Regions from separate parts of the Anas platyrhynchos genome. Here region 1 is linked to region 2. The links are chromatin contacts, called in public Hi-C maps. All regions are on one chromosome and are shown on one strand. The core of a region is the stretch at or near the end of the contact, and the rest is flanking DNA. Distances in the headings are between cores, read along the strand shown.

Evidence for each region. Hi-C and Micro-C count contacts between places; a contact is called where the count stands out from the background.
Region 1: a contact with region 2 is called in a Hi-C map of subcutaneous adipose tissue, with 3 times the contacts expected there. The contact joins the promoter of RAB4A here to the enhancer-like site in region 2. A contact is called at or near these places in 3 of 8 Hi-C or Micro-C datasets (liver, skeletal muscle and subcutaneous adipose tissue).

What each region holds. Positions count from the first base shown.
Region 1 is chr3:44,550,479-44,558,014 of IASCAAS_PekinDuck_T2T, reverse strand. RAB4A (RAB4A, member RAS oncogene family) reads right to left here and starts at 3,494. Exons shown (of 8, transcript XM_027454167.3): 1 at 3,337-3,494. The coding sequence starts at 3,367. It overlaps LOC110352850 (a long non-coding RNA gene), which reads right to left. Exons shown (of 3, transcript XR_002402519.4): 3 at 7,414-7,536.
Region 2 is chr3:44,237,734-44,245,029 of IASCAAS_PekinDuck_T2T, reverse strand. No RefSeq gene overlaps it. Among named protein-coding and RNA genes, the nearest start is that of DISC1, 9.0 kb to the right of the region's middle. Within about 2 kb of position 1,884, at least 2 of the 8 cell types and tissues checked have an H3K27ac peak or open chromatin away from gene starts, as enhancers often do. A contact at or near this core is called in subcutaneous adipose tissue, where this site is marked.

The DNA of each region.
Region 1 (7,536 bases), core at 2,245-4,744, 310 kb before region 2:
GACCATCTGAGAAGCGTGTGTGGAAAGGGAAGGGAGGGAGGACAAGGAGAAAAGCATGAATCAAGTTGCCTAGACCAAGAAGAAACACTTTTGGATGAACAGAAACATCTCTGACAGTGACAGATTGAAAAACTCATGACCAGACTGGCAGCTGTAGATATTCATGGAGAAAACAGAAGGAAGTAGGGACTGAAGAGATTTGAGTGGAATCTAACACAACACATTCTCTCAAAGGTAGTACAGCTTTTCCTCTAGCCCTCTACCATTCAAAATCCAAAGGTCCCTTTTATTTACCTGTGAAGGATAAGCCATTTAAAAATCAGTCCATATTTATCACCATGTGAAAACGCTTAAGTTTTGCGCTGGGAAGCAGGAGGAAGCCTGCATGTGTTCATAGTTACTATCTGTGCAGAGGCCACTGCATCTCAGAAAGCATGAGTTATTCAAAGGCAAATTACGTTTATAAGAGATTTGTTTCCACTGTTACAGCAGACGCACATTTTACAGTGACCCTCCTTTCCCAAAAGAAGCAGTAAAAAGTTCTTCCTAAGTTTAGTCTCAAAATTCATGGAGTTTTCTCTTCACAATTACTTTGGTTTTGTTCCTGGCACCTTGTAAGGGAAAGAAATTGATTGTGTAGGATCATACTACAGCAGTGGAAGGAAATCCCAACTTGTTCCAATATATACCTCAACCGAGTATCCTGCCAGTCTCCTTTTACCACTCCAAACAGAGCTAAAAGCTGGGGGAGGATGGAACAGCACACACTGAAAGAGCAAAATCTCAAATATAATCTTTATTAATTATTCATTTTATTATACTCTGCTTCCCAGAGCAAACTTTGAGCCATTATATTCCCATGCTAAAACACCATAGAAAGGTGAGACAGCTCTATTTTGGTGATATATTTGCAATAAACCACAGTTGGATGTTTGTCCGATTAAACCTTATTTGACTTAGAAGTACCATAAAGTCTACTTTCTCCCAGTAGAAGAAACATGCAAGCAAAAGATTCAAAAAATCATAAGCAGATAAGCAGTATCTGTCTATTTCACAATCTGTTCCAGAACCTGGCACTCAAGTTCTACAGGTCTCCAGCCTCCAGGGCCCCACAGGTAGTGATATCAAGCTAGCAAAGCATTGCAGACAATATTAAATTCACTCTCAGATTTAATTCAGTTACAACTTTTCATTCCCCACTGCTACTAACGTGACAACTCGCGGGCAACAGGTCCACTGCCATGCAAGGTTTGTTTCCACCACCCCCAATACTCTGAGCATATGCTTAAAGATCATTTGCATTCATGAAGACAGTCCAAGGAGCCTGGACAGCATCTCATCCAAAGGCTCAGAAAGAGATTAATGAAATAAAATGGTGAAACTGATATGGAGAAGGCTGTATCTTAAAGGCAGCTGGCAACAGTAAGAAAGAAGCATCCTTAATCATAGGACCATGACTTCAACTACAGGTAATTTACAATACTGATATTAAAGCAGAAGTCCTGCAAAGATCTTCCAGAAGCAATGGAATTGAGCAAAGCAATTACAGTTTTCAAATCAAAGCTGAGAGTAAAACAACAGAATTGGCTATGTAAAGCAGTTTTATTAGGCAGGAAAAAAAAAATCTTTGGGAAAAAACAACCACTGTAAAATTAGAATTTCAAGAGTAATTCTGAGCAACCTCAGAGGCTTGCCAAATGATTCTGATACCCGATATATCCTGGAAAGGAAGAGGGTTAAGCAAATTTCTTCTAAATAACTTTTGGAAAAATACCGTCTGTACTGCTTTCTCAGCAAGCCAAAACATTTACTTAGATTCTTCTAATTATGAAGTGCTATATATAGCTATTCTGCAGTAAACTATCCCAACTGTTCCGGAGAATTACAAAAAAGAAAGGGGAAATACAACATTTACATGTAGTTAGCACACGGACCACACTCTCTCATGATGCTGAACAGACAACGCACAGTCCCCAAAATAATGGCAACCCAACCAAAGCTGTTAAATCTAAAACTGACCCTTAGTCGAGATGTGGCAACTAGCCTTTAAAAGCTTCTGGACCTTTTAATGTAAGAATGAAGGCAATTGAAACTGTTGTTTTACACAAATCTGATTTACCTTTCCTTTGTTCAGGTCTAGGAAATGACGAGTGAAATCATTAAGAGGGGAGACAGAGATAAACATTACACTCCATCCCATCAGAAGGGATGAGGGTCATCAAATAAAACTGGCCATCAAGCAGAACTCCTCAGAAAACAAGGAGAGAGCCTTCTGCAGAACAGATGGCCTATGTGGGGAGCTCCCTGCCAAAGGATGCTGTGAATGCAAATTTGCTGGAGTTCAAGAAAAGACTGCGCAAGTTCATTGAAGAAAGAGCCACCGAGGGCTTCTCAACAGAAACCATACTCAGCTCGTGGAAATTTCAAGTTGAAAATAGCTGGAGAACATCAAGGAAATGATCACATGTACTTGCCCTGCTCTTAGCCTCTTTTCAAAGCATCAACAGGACACTGCAAAAATAGATACTAGTTACTATCATGGTCTAGTTACTATCTAACTATCTAGTTACTATCATAGCATAGGCACTGGTAAGTTCTATGTTATGCCATAACTTAGTTTTTACTACTCCATCTGCTCTAAATCTTGGCACTCACATATTCTAGTTCTGAATGTCTGTAGCTTATTTATGTACACACAGAACAAACACTGAAACTCAGAAGAAAAATACACACAAAAAAAATAAATAAATGAAATAACCCACAACAGCTGCAGACCTTCAAGTTTAAGGTCGCATTTTCTAGAACACCAAAACAATCGGAAAGCACCAAGAGTCACAGCAGGCTTACAATTGCTATTTTGCATCACTGGAACAATACAAAAAGTGTTGAAATGTACTTGTTAAGATACAGGGTGAAAATATGGGCTTGCAAAGCAGGCAGGCTGAAGAGGAGCACTGCTGGCACTCTGTCCTCTCTGGCTGTCCGCCCATCTGCCTGTTCAGAGACCACCAGAAGAGCACAGGAGCGATCCCAGTTCTTGCTCAGACCACGAACAACCGGTTCCAACTCTTTACCTAAACCAGCGAGGCACAACTCGCTGCTCTGGCTTCTGAAAACACAGAAACCACCGGCCCCTGAAAGCACCCAGCAGGAACAACGGGGCCGGTACTCCCCTAACGAGCCCTCCTGCTGCCCCTCACAGCTGGCCGAGCCCCACACGGCTCCCACCGAGCCCACCGGTTCCTGACCGTGCCCCTGCCCCTGCCCCTGCCCTACCCACCGCTAGGCTCGGGCCCCGGCGGCCCCCAGCCCCCTCGCATCCCCCCCGGCTCCTACCGTAGCTCTCGGACATGGCGGCCTGCGACATGCCGGAGCGCCCCGTCCCCCGCCGGGCCCGGGCAGGGCGCTGCCGCCGGGCCGGGAGGGACGCGGCCGGGCCCCGCCGCCCAGCCCCGCCTCGCCCCGCCTCGCCTCAGCTCCGCCCGCAACGGCCGCAACGGCCCCGCTGCGCACGCGCCCTCAGCCCCGCGCCATGGCGGGCGGGCGCCGCCTCAGTGACGAGCAGCCGAACACCTCAGCCGTCCCACAGCCTCTCCCCTTTTGGGGTGCTTAATGTCACGCCGTCCACAAACCCCTAATGATTACGGAAATAAACTGATTTTGTTAATTGCTAAAAATGTCATGCTACGTCAGTATGGGAACAGGGGGGTCTGGACACCTTGCTCTGTACAAACAGGATTTGAGGTTAAAAGACCTTACATCAGTCTTGTCTGATCAACCTTAGATCGGTCTTGTCTGATCAAATTGAGCTTGCCTCTACGGAGGTGATGTTTGGTAAATGTTGTACTAATGCCATGCTCCTCTGCCTCCAGCCACTCCCAATCAGTTAATGTGCACATGCCCGTAAAATACATGAAAAATTGAAAGCTTTCTATAAAACCTTTTAGTAGTATTGAAGAGAAAGACAGGGGGTGGATGGACAGAAAAAGATCGGGGAAAAAAAAAAAAGGAAACACAAATAGGATCAGGTGTTTCAGTATTTCTGTTTTGATGAGGAAATGAAAACAAAGTAATATTCAGAAATAACGAAGAAAGCGTGAACTAGGTTGGAAAATACAATGCTGATATCTCCACAATTTGCAAATATAGGCTACTGTATTTCAATTAAAACATTGTTTTTGAGTAAGCAAAAAGTAAATAGCAAGAAGTGACCTCACTGTTGTCCATCTGTAGTATAAGGGTGAAGAAAACCAAAAGCCAAATGTTTAATTTGTCTTCTGGTTTATGGTTTCTGTTGCTTACACCTGCTAGAAAGTTCCTTCTCACATAAAAAGCGGATGTGTCATGTCAAACTGTGTCTGCAGATCAGACATTTAAATACTATCATTTGTTCCTCAAATTAGTTTCACCACAATTATTGTACCTATATACTTGGTTATGGTCGTAAAGGTCATGCCGAGGTTTCTCTAAAAATGCTAATCTCATTTGTTTTACTAGTTTTTACAAACCAGATTCCTACAATATCAGTGTCTGATACCTTAGGAATGGAGAAAGACCACAAGGTCTCCTCAGAGGCAGACCCAGGATGGAGGATTCTGCAAAAGCTCCTTCTTCCAAACAAAAACAACCTGACTTACGGGATTTTGTGGATTTAGACAGGGCTTTAATGACCTAGCATTGCAATTGACCAGATCCTTCCCTTTTTCTTTTTGCCCTATCCAGGGAAACAAAATTGAGTCTGGATCTGAAGCTGAGCCGCATTTTGGTTTCCCCTTCACTGGAGGCTGAGGGCTGCTGGTTGGGCCTGGAGTGCAGCCAGAGTTGGGACGGACTGTTAGTTGTGAGAGTGATAGGATGTGTCTTGGTTTAGTCTGAAGGTGGCACTACAAGGCCATCTGAGAAAGGCACTGCAGTAACGTGACGCTGCATGTGTGTTTTCTCCATCATTTGGGGCTGCACAGCATGCGGTCCCACCTGAGAGGTTCAGGTAAAATGGGGAACAGGGCGCTCTGCCTCGCTGTCCTGCTCCTTGTGTGCTGGGTATGGAAAACATCCCAGTGCTTGGGGAAGCTGCAGGCTTCAGCTGGACATGAAGCAGCAATGAATTTGGCTCCAGCAACAGAAATGAAATACAAAGATTGATGCACTGCGAAACCTCTGAGATTTGCGTGACCTCCTTGTAGTCAGTGTTGCTGGCCAGCTGACTTCATCTGAAAGCAACTGACATCATCTGAATGCTGTCATCTTCAGCTTCCACAGAAGCCGCCCTCAACCTATGAACATGTTTGTCAGTTAATAATGTAATTGCAGTCAGTCATGGAAATTTACGGGCTGAGTGCTTCTAAAGTCATGGCCCAGCCCCTCAGCTGTTAACCAGGAGCAGTGGGAGGTGGTAAAAAAAAAAGGTGACTGTGAAGGTAGGCTGGTGCTGTCATCAAACACCTTTATCTTGGCCCGTGGACTGTCCCATTTGGACCTTCCCCAGACCAAATATGATGCCCTCAAGCTATATCACTGAACTAGCAGCTGGTGAAGTTGGAGTCCAGCATGCTGTATGCTAGCCACTATCTTTTTCCTTTTATTGGGCTCTTATCACCAGTGGAGCCACATGGAGCAGCCTAGGGAGATTTGGGGTTCATGAACAATCCCCAGAAGTTGGGATAAGCTCAATTTCAGATCAATATATGTGCTATAATGCAGAAGTTCAAATATGTCCTAATGGGGGATTGAGTATCATTTTGTCTGGCAGAAATCTGTAAAACATTTTTAGGTGTTTTGTTTAGAAAAACATACTAATGTACTTTCACTAGCATAAAGGCACATAGAAGCCCTGTATTAAAAAGAGAAATGCACAGTAGAGAGGGGAAAAAAAATGAAATCAGGATCTAGATGATGGATTTCAAAAATAGTTAGTGATTTAATTTTGCAAGACTCTTCAAGTATTTAATTTAATTTAATTTAATAATAAAAAAAAGTATTCAAGTCTTAAATACTTTAAGAATTCAACAGAGACATGATAAAATGAAGACAACAGAAGTTTGGGACATTTTATTGAAATGCATTATGTGTTTAAAGCGTCTAGAGCACAGTTTTGTGCGAAACTCAACTATTTTATGGTCAGCCTGAAGGTGTCACTGGTCAACTGCTCTGTTGGTGAAACACGGTGGGGATTCCATACAATGGGATGTAATAGGACGCATTTGTCCACTTTTAACAGAGGAACTTGCTGAGGGGCTTGATATTTTTAACATCACGTACTTGAAGCAGAAGGTTTGTTAAGAGATTGCTCAGGAGGACTCGAGGCCACCCAAGTATTCCACCTCTCCAGCCCAAAGGGGTACTGTGTGCTTGGGAGAACTCACTTGAAGTGTAAAGGTTGCTTATTTGGGTCCTGGTTCTCAGGTGGATGTCCTCAAGGATGCAGTACAACAGTCTTGATTCCATTATGCAGCCTCAGGTGCTTTGAATGAAGCACCAGGAAGCCATCGAGGCTGATTTTGGACACGGGTGTGATCTGTCACCTGCGTGGTTCACTTGGATGGCTTAGCAAGTCTAGGTCAGTGTGAGCTGCATGCTTGAGGAGGAATTTGCCATGTCCCATGTTACAGATAACCAAGTCATGGGTGCATGATCTCATGCTCGCAGACTCCTCGTCTCCCAGCCAGCTGAGTCAGGGACCTGTCCAAAATGTACCACGATGCCTGCACCTGCTGCAAGTAGCTGTGGAGCTGGACCCTGGCCCATGGAGGTGCTCCCATTCCTCTCTTCAGATGCAGCCCAAGCACACACCAGTCAGTTGGGACCATTCATCATGAGTGCACATTGAGAGACACCTCCAGAGAGTGCCTCAGCACAGGCATCTTCATCAGCCATCTGAGGACCGAAAGGATCATCATCTCTGCATTCTGTTACAGAGGGAGCACAATTTACTCTTGGAAAAACTAACTTCTGGATACCTAAAGGCACATTTTGCTGTGCTCTCTTCCTCTCTAAGCTGTTACGCACCTTGAAACATCCATTCTGCAATGACAACCATGCCTCGGAAAGCTGCTTTCATTTGGTAATCCAACAAGGCCGTGAAGCTCCCAGCTTATGTTTGTTCTGTTGTGTACACAGATGTGGCTGGGGGGGACCTGGTGGGACGCAGGCTGGTAGCAGCAAGCTGTGCTCAGTGAGGAGGCTCCCTGACCTGCAGAGGAGCCCTCTGGTCATGAGGTGCTGCAGTTTTCAGCTGCAGTGTTGCTACAAGCAGCTGCAACTGCATTTAACTCTTTCCCAATATTGCTGTCCCTCTGAACATGGTAGTATCATGCAGTCGTGGAAGCTGGGTAAGTAAAGAGGCCAAAGAAGGGCACGCTGCACATCTGTCGTGGCAGCAAGGACATCTCAGCAGCTGGAGGAGGACTGGGAGAAGAGAAGACAGCTGTGCACGGGGCTGTCTCTAGTGCTAAATTCTTGCTGTGGCTTTGCATGAACCTGGAGATGGGATCTGTGCCAAGCTGGTTTGAGAAGACTGGTCTGCAGTGCAGTGTTAAG
Region 2 (7,296 bases), core at 635-3,134:
AAGGAAAAAAGACAGCCAAATGTTAGGAATTAAAAGGGAAACACAGTGATAGCAACCAGGACTGTGCCCAGGACACCCCAACACAAAGTGATTTAGGCACAGCTCTATAGCACGAGTGGGACCATCCCAGCATCTCCCAGGCTTTACCCGAGATTTCCTCTCCCCACAAAACTTGCACCGCTTGAGTCAACGCAGATTTTGATGTCAATGTCCTTAAATTGTTTGTCTCTGTTTGCAACAGGCTTGTATTGATTTAGGTTAATTTGGTTACCAAAAAAGGGTTGCACTGATTGCTCTAAATGGATTAAATAGTGATTTCAGTTAAACTGGTGGCAGGCTGGTGTGTAGACAGGGCCTGGAGCTTTGTAAGCTAATGACTTGGCAGTAATACAACAAGGCTTTTTTAGACAGCTGAGACCAAGCTGTTGTTTTAAATCTAAGACCGTAAGTGTTACTATTCTGGTAAATTGTCCCCAAACAGGAAAATTTTCCAGCAAGTTGGGCTCCTGGCAAATCTCTTTACTAACTCTTACCTTTCTGACAAGAATTTGACAAGTACTCTTAATGTAAATGGATTTTGGACTGAATCCAAATGCAAAACATGGGAAATTTCCGTTTTTTAGACAAGGTTCTCTGATTTTCGTTCACCTTCCCAGCCTGCTAATTTTTTCACATTTCTGGAAATGGAAAAAAAAAAAAGTTTTCATTTTTTATAACAATTCCGATGGTTTGAAAAAAAGTGTAACTGAGGTCACCTCCTGCCAACACCAGAGAACCTTTTTCCCAGATGAGACCTGTGAGGAGAACAAGTTCAGGAGCAGCCACTCTTTTCTTCATTCAAGAAGGAGCTAGGGTGAGGTTAGTCCTTGGTCATTAAACCTTTTGTGCCCCGTACTATCTCAATGGGAAGAAAACCCTGTCTCTGCATAAAGTGCCTCCTATCTGCCTCTGAACCAGCTGCCTGAGCTTCTGCCAAGTGAATCTGCCTTCACAGGTCTTTTCTGTACCAACGTGCAAATCCCATTTGGCATTAGTGATTCATCTGCTTTCTTTGTTGATGTTTTTGACTCCAGGTTGGGACTGAAATGTGAACAGCACGGGACTCCAGTCCAATGATAACTGCACCTTGGCTCTCCTTGATTTGCAGGGAAGCCTACTGAGATACTAAATAAGCCTTTGCTCAGAAAATCCCAGTGCAGCAGGTCAGCTCTGATCCTTTCCTGTTTTAGGCAGAGAATATTATGAAACCTCAAGCAGAAAGCCAGTGGTAAGAACAAGGGGAGACTCCATGCTTCAGAGGAAAGTTGAAGGCTGCCTACAGGACACCAATTGCAGGCCAGGAATCTGCGTGAGGAGTAAGCCTATTTGTCCTCCTGGTTTGCCATCAGGTGGTATCCGAGCTCCTTCCAGACTGCTTCAAAGTTGTTCTAGGCTGACACCACAAAACCCTGTCCATGAGGGATGCTGTACCCTAGAACAGTGAATAATGGGATCACAGAATGGTTTGGGTGGGAAGGGACCTTACAGATCACCTGGTTCCAGCCCCCTGCCGTGGGCATTGACACCTCCCACCAGACCAGGTTGCCCAAAGCCCCATCCAGCCTGGCCTTGAGCACCTCCAGGGATGGGGCATCCACAGCTCCTCTGGGCAGCCTGTGCCAGTGCCTCACCACCCTCCCATGTGCCTCCCTGTGCTATGAATCATAAACTCCCAGATCAGAACAGCCAGCAAGGGGATACAAAGCTCACAGTGAGCAAAAGAATACCCCACAAAATCCTTCTTTATACTTCTCTGAGCCTCTTCCACGGAACAATTAGTGGATGCTCTTGTTTTGAACTCCATGACTCACTCTTGCAATTCAGCTGTGGTTTGCGCTCACCCAATCGCTTAACGCAGCGCAGGGAAATAGGCAATTGTGAGAATTTCCTCTGATTCTGTGGCATGTTACACTGCAGCGCCACGCGCTCGCAGGGCGGCTGTTTGCATCGCACATGTGCTGCCTCACCCTTCAGGCAGTGCTTCCTCGTGGCATCAGTGGTCAGAAAGTGTTAGAGAGAAAGTGCATTTCACTGTGTTTACAGGACTTTACAACTAGGCTTGCACGCACACCACTGTTGTCAATGGTCTGTAACAGTTAGGCTGTGGCTTGGCTCTGGTAGACTTTTATTTCCACCCGTGTATCTTCTTTGTCTGTGTGTCTGCATGCGTGCGCGTACTCGCAAAAGCCCCATTAAAGGTAATAGGCTCTATTAAAGTGATTATGCCGGCTAATGTCTCCCACACTCCTTTCTGCTAACCATATTCAGCTTTGTCAGTTAACAGCATATTTACTGTTATGAAGTAGTAAGTGATTTTTAATCACTTCCCGTAACATACACACTCGTGTAACTTTCCAACTACCTCGTAGATACGAAGGACGCTTCAGCAATTGAAGTAAAAGTGTTTTCCAAAGATTCCCTGCACCCACAGAGTGTGTTTGGAGGCTTCCCTGTGCTTACCTTGCCTTGGTCACGCTGTGATAATTTTGGCAGCAGAGCAAGGAAAACGCCCTCAATAATTTGCCAACATTTTTCATATCTTAAAGAGAACAAAACCATAAAACCATGGTGTACCGCTGGTACCACACATCAGAAACCTTGCCCTGTGTCCATCAAAAGATGCTGTAATGGTGGAGAGGTTATTTCACTGGCTCCCAAGGGCTAAATTCGTGCTGGGAATGAGAACAGCAGGAGTTGCCTGAATGGGGTGAGCTGCTGCATCCTTCACAGAGAGCTCCCTCCAGCCCCAGGATGGATGAGCCGGGGACTACAGTGGCCATGGGCAGCCACTGTTCCTCTGAGAGAGTTTTGGGGTGAGGCCCAGGTTTCTTACTTGTTTCTGCCTTTTTTTTTTTTTTTCCTGCTTTTGACTTGCCCTTGCTTGACCTCCTCTCTCAGACACTTTCTCTCACAGCTGTTTCCGTTCTGCAGCTGCTTTTGCTCTTACCACTCATCTTCGTTTTGTTCCATTTCTCCCCTTTTTCCTCTTTTGACTTCCCTGTTTCTCTCACTTTTCCCTCTTACTGCCCAACCACTCACCACATTTTCCCTTGCAGACAATTTCCCAAGGGCTCAACCACAGCAGCTCCGTTTGCATGGCCATTTGCACAACCCAGAGGTTCTTGGCTGAGGAACATTATCTTCCTTGGCTCCATCTATGGTCCTTGGGGATGGACAGGAACCTCCCTCCAGAAGGTGCTTCAGCCTCTAAAGGTGTTGAAGGAACTCACAAAGTCTCTGCTCTCCTGACACAGACTGATGGTAACACAGATGTATTAGGAGTTTGCACCTGCAGAAGAGCAGCAGACTTGCTGTCAGCACCTTGTAGCAACTTTCCCCCACCCCAAAGCCTTGTCTCTGTGCTACGGATAAGGCATTTGGTCCTATGATCAGGACCAAATTCAGATGAGCATTTTCAGCCCTGTTCCGTTTTCGCTCTAAAAATAGGCCTAATGTAAGGAATAGGGAAATAAGAGTGAAAAGGGAAGCACAACTTTGATTCTTACCCAACCGCTTTAAAAGCAGGCATCTGCACAGCTTCAGTAGCTTTCCACCAGGAGAAGGTCTCCCAGGGGCTGGCTTCCACATCTTAAATGGAGCCAAGTTTAGTCTTTTCTGTGGCAAATCTCTCAGGAACGGTGAACTCCAAATACAGCCTTATTTCCATCCAGACATCCATTCCCAGAGAGACTTTTTCTGTTCACTGTGACCGAGAAAATACATGAGACACTCTAACAACCATCACAGAGTATCTGTGCAGGCACCCTGCTCTATCCCGAGGTTGCAGACAAGCTGCTCTGTGGTAAAGGTTTCTTCTGTGGGTAGGAATCTGGTCCCACTACCTGCCTATGAGACGTTGCCAGTGTCTTTCCAAGGGTTTCACCCTGAGTCTGGGTCACAGCTTTTGTTACCAGCTGACCCAGCAATGCAAAAATCTGTCAAAGTCCCATACCCTTCCCTCCCTGTGCATCTCTGCCCTCCCATCTCATTTAAATATGAGAGGGACTGCCTGGGGGCATGGGATGAGGTCCCTTGTCCCCAGGGCAGGCATGGCTCGGTGGGACCCTTATCCCTTCTCTGCAAGTCACTGGTGGGGGGAAGTCTGAGTCCACATTCCCATGTTCCTTGGTGCAGATAGATAGCTCTCAGGAGTATTTTTGGTTAATTTTATTACTGACCGCAGGAAATGATGTGACATGTGGCCTCACATCTGACCAAGGGGGCTGTTCTGGCATGGATGCACAGCTCTCCCCCTCTGCCATCCCGTGTGCAGCTGCCCTGGTGGCTTTGGTAATCAATTTTTTTATTAGCCTGTTAAGCCAAATGCTGGCACTGAGCCACCGGCAAGTTATAAAGCTGGCCAAATAATTGGAATAATAATTCACTCCCATGGAAAGCGATCCATTTAAAGGTGTTGTGTATTTCCTGAATGGAAATGAATCCCTTCTAAGGGTTTGGTTTAGATTAGTTCACTGCATGGTTTACTTGAGCCCTATTATTTTACCAGTGATACATAAATTAGGTTCATAAATACGGTGATAGGGCTGGACCTTGGCGGTGCTAGGAGATAGTGCTGTGCATTAATGTATATTATAAATATGGAGTTTGAAAACCTAACAAGCCCCGCTGGCAGACTTCCATGTATTATCTCACAATAATTGCTTCCAGCCAGTAGACATTTTTTTGTACTGCAGAAGACAGGTTATTTATATTATATATTTAGCCTAAAACTGTAATAACATCCTCTGGCAAAGGTGTTATCTGATGGCGTCTGAAATGAAACCAGCTTTCCTATTTCCAGGCATTAACAAGTGACAATCTTTGTGTCATCTCATGGCATTTCCTGAATTTGTGAACAAAATGAGGAGGATTTTTTAATTCATATCGTTTATTTCTTAAAAAGCAAAGATCTATTTTCAACAAGCAGGTTTCCCAGAATTGTTACGTGTGGTTTGTACCACCGACCAAAAAATATTTCCTTTACGATTCTAATCAGGCAGAAACAACAGCTCTGCTAGCAGGACTGGCTCTTGGTTTAGCCCAGTCAGAAAAATACCTGTGACCAACAAGGCACATGGAGGTCACAGAAGAGAATGTGTTTTTTCCTGTTGCCTCAGAAATGTCTGGATGCCTGCTACACCGCCCACAGCACATTCTCAGGCAAGTGCTGAGTAGTGAGGATGTGAAGTCAGCAGTCAGGGAGACCTAAAGGTATTGTTTTGGGCATTTTAGGCAGAGTCTTGGTGATGGGATGGGCTCGTTTCTTGATGTAGCTCTTCCATCTGCTGGTGAGGACAAGGAATGAGAAAGTGGGAGATCTAGGGAATTGAAAAAATGCAGCTGTCCAAGGAGAAATATTACAGAATGAGAGTCTGCACGGTGCAGTGTGAGACTTAGTGCTATTCAATGTTTTTATTAATGTCTGAGAGTAAACATAACATTTCTGCTGAGAAACTGGATAGTGAAAACACTTGCCAAGTAGCAAATAAAGATGAGAACAAGAATCACGCAGAGTGGCCCGGCCTGCTCGGTAGGGAGCCCATCCAGGCAAGTGATGTCTCAGTGCAGCTCTAAGATCCCTTGCTAAATTAAATACCTGAAGAGAAGGAATACAGGCTGTACTTACAGGAGGTGAGTTTTGGAGGCTAAGCAGTGACTCTGAAACACTTTAGAAAGGTCAGAACAGAGAAGCAACTCGGTAGGAGCTCCCAGTGTGGTGGAAGATAAGGTGTTGACCGTCTTTGGATACACAATTGGTGAGAAGTGGGTAGGGATCAAAAGCCCTACATGAAACCATTGCTGGAATACATGTCCTGCTGGAGTGTTCCCACTTAAAAAGAGCACTGAAGGGTTTTCTGACAGCACATCAAAGACCCACAGAAGTAAGTCAAGAACTAGTAAAAAAGGCCTTTCATCAGCAGCAGTAGAGTTCACTTTATTTAGATAGAAGAAGAAGATATTAGTCTTCATCACCAGGGGTATAAACACTGCTATTGGGATAAAATCCCAGGGTGGGATTTGACTGCTTAAACGTGCTCACTTATAGCATGTTAGATGCCAGAATTCTGCCTCCCTTCTCCTCTGGGCAGAGGGAAAGATTAAATAAATGCCAATCTTGCATCCAGGAGTCTGCTGGATATGCCATAAGCTCAGAGTTAGGCACTACCTGTGCTCCCTGTACAAAGCCCTTCAATCCTTCTCTTTCAGTGAGTTTCCTGAAAGGCAGAGCAGCAAAAAATAAAAAATAAATTAAAAATTGCAGTTATTGCTAACATAGTCACGTTCAGCCAGAGGATAACCTGCAGCCTCTAGTGTAAGGATGGCCCCAGTACAGTCACACATGGATCAAGGGCTTCAGGTTGGATTTGAAGTCAGACTATGTCATCCAGCTAGAGACAAATTACACTGGGCTTTCAATCATCTCTCCGTAGTCCTGCACTTGTACTCATTGCATTTCTGGCATTCAGGTCCTTGTCTGGTAGGGAAGATGTGTCTGGTGTTGCTTTACATGTCTGCACCTTTAATATCATGCATTTTTGCTTAAATCATTTAAATGCTCCTACAGACATAAAGCATATTGGCATGTGAATGGGGAAAACAAAGGCACCAGGAGCTTGATGACAAAGCTGAAATGCTTATATGCTCTTCACAGCTGGGTACCTGGGTACTTCATGTGTACAATCCAGGATGCTCACCCTCCAGTGCCTGCTGTCCCTTCAGGCACAGCAGCTGCGTTGACCGGCTGTGTGCAAGTGGCAGGATCATTGCTCTGTGATACCAGAAGCTCAGCCAAGGGAAGTACTGATCTCCTCAGAAATCCCACCAGCATGCCCAGCCGATTACAGGAGAGTACATCTGCAGCTACCCAGGTGTGAGCACATTTTGGATGCTCCCACACAGCTTTAGCTGTGGGCCCCTATGCCCTGATGCTCCCACAAGAGGAACCTATGCCAGCTCCCCCTCTGAACTCTTTCCCTCACCTCCTGCCCAGCTCCTGGCTCCTTCCACCTCTGCTGAGACCCTGCTGTCCTGTGCAGCTTTCGGAAACCTTTCTGTGACTGAGCGATAGTGCTGAGGCAATGTTTAAAGGGGAATGCATCGTCTACATGTATAAGGTCTATTAAAACAAATGCTACAGTGAAATAATAGCAAGTTCAAATCCAGTTATACATTGCTGTAAAACAAACCAAAATAACCAACCAACAAAACAAAACAGCACTAAACAAAAAAACAACCACCTAATAATGACAGTTCAAC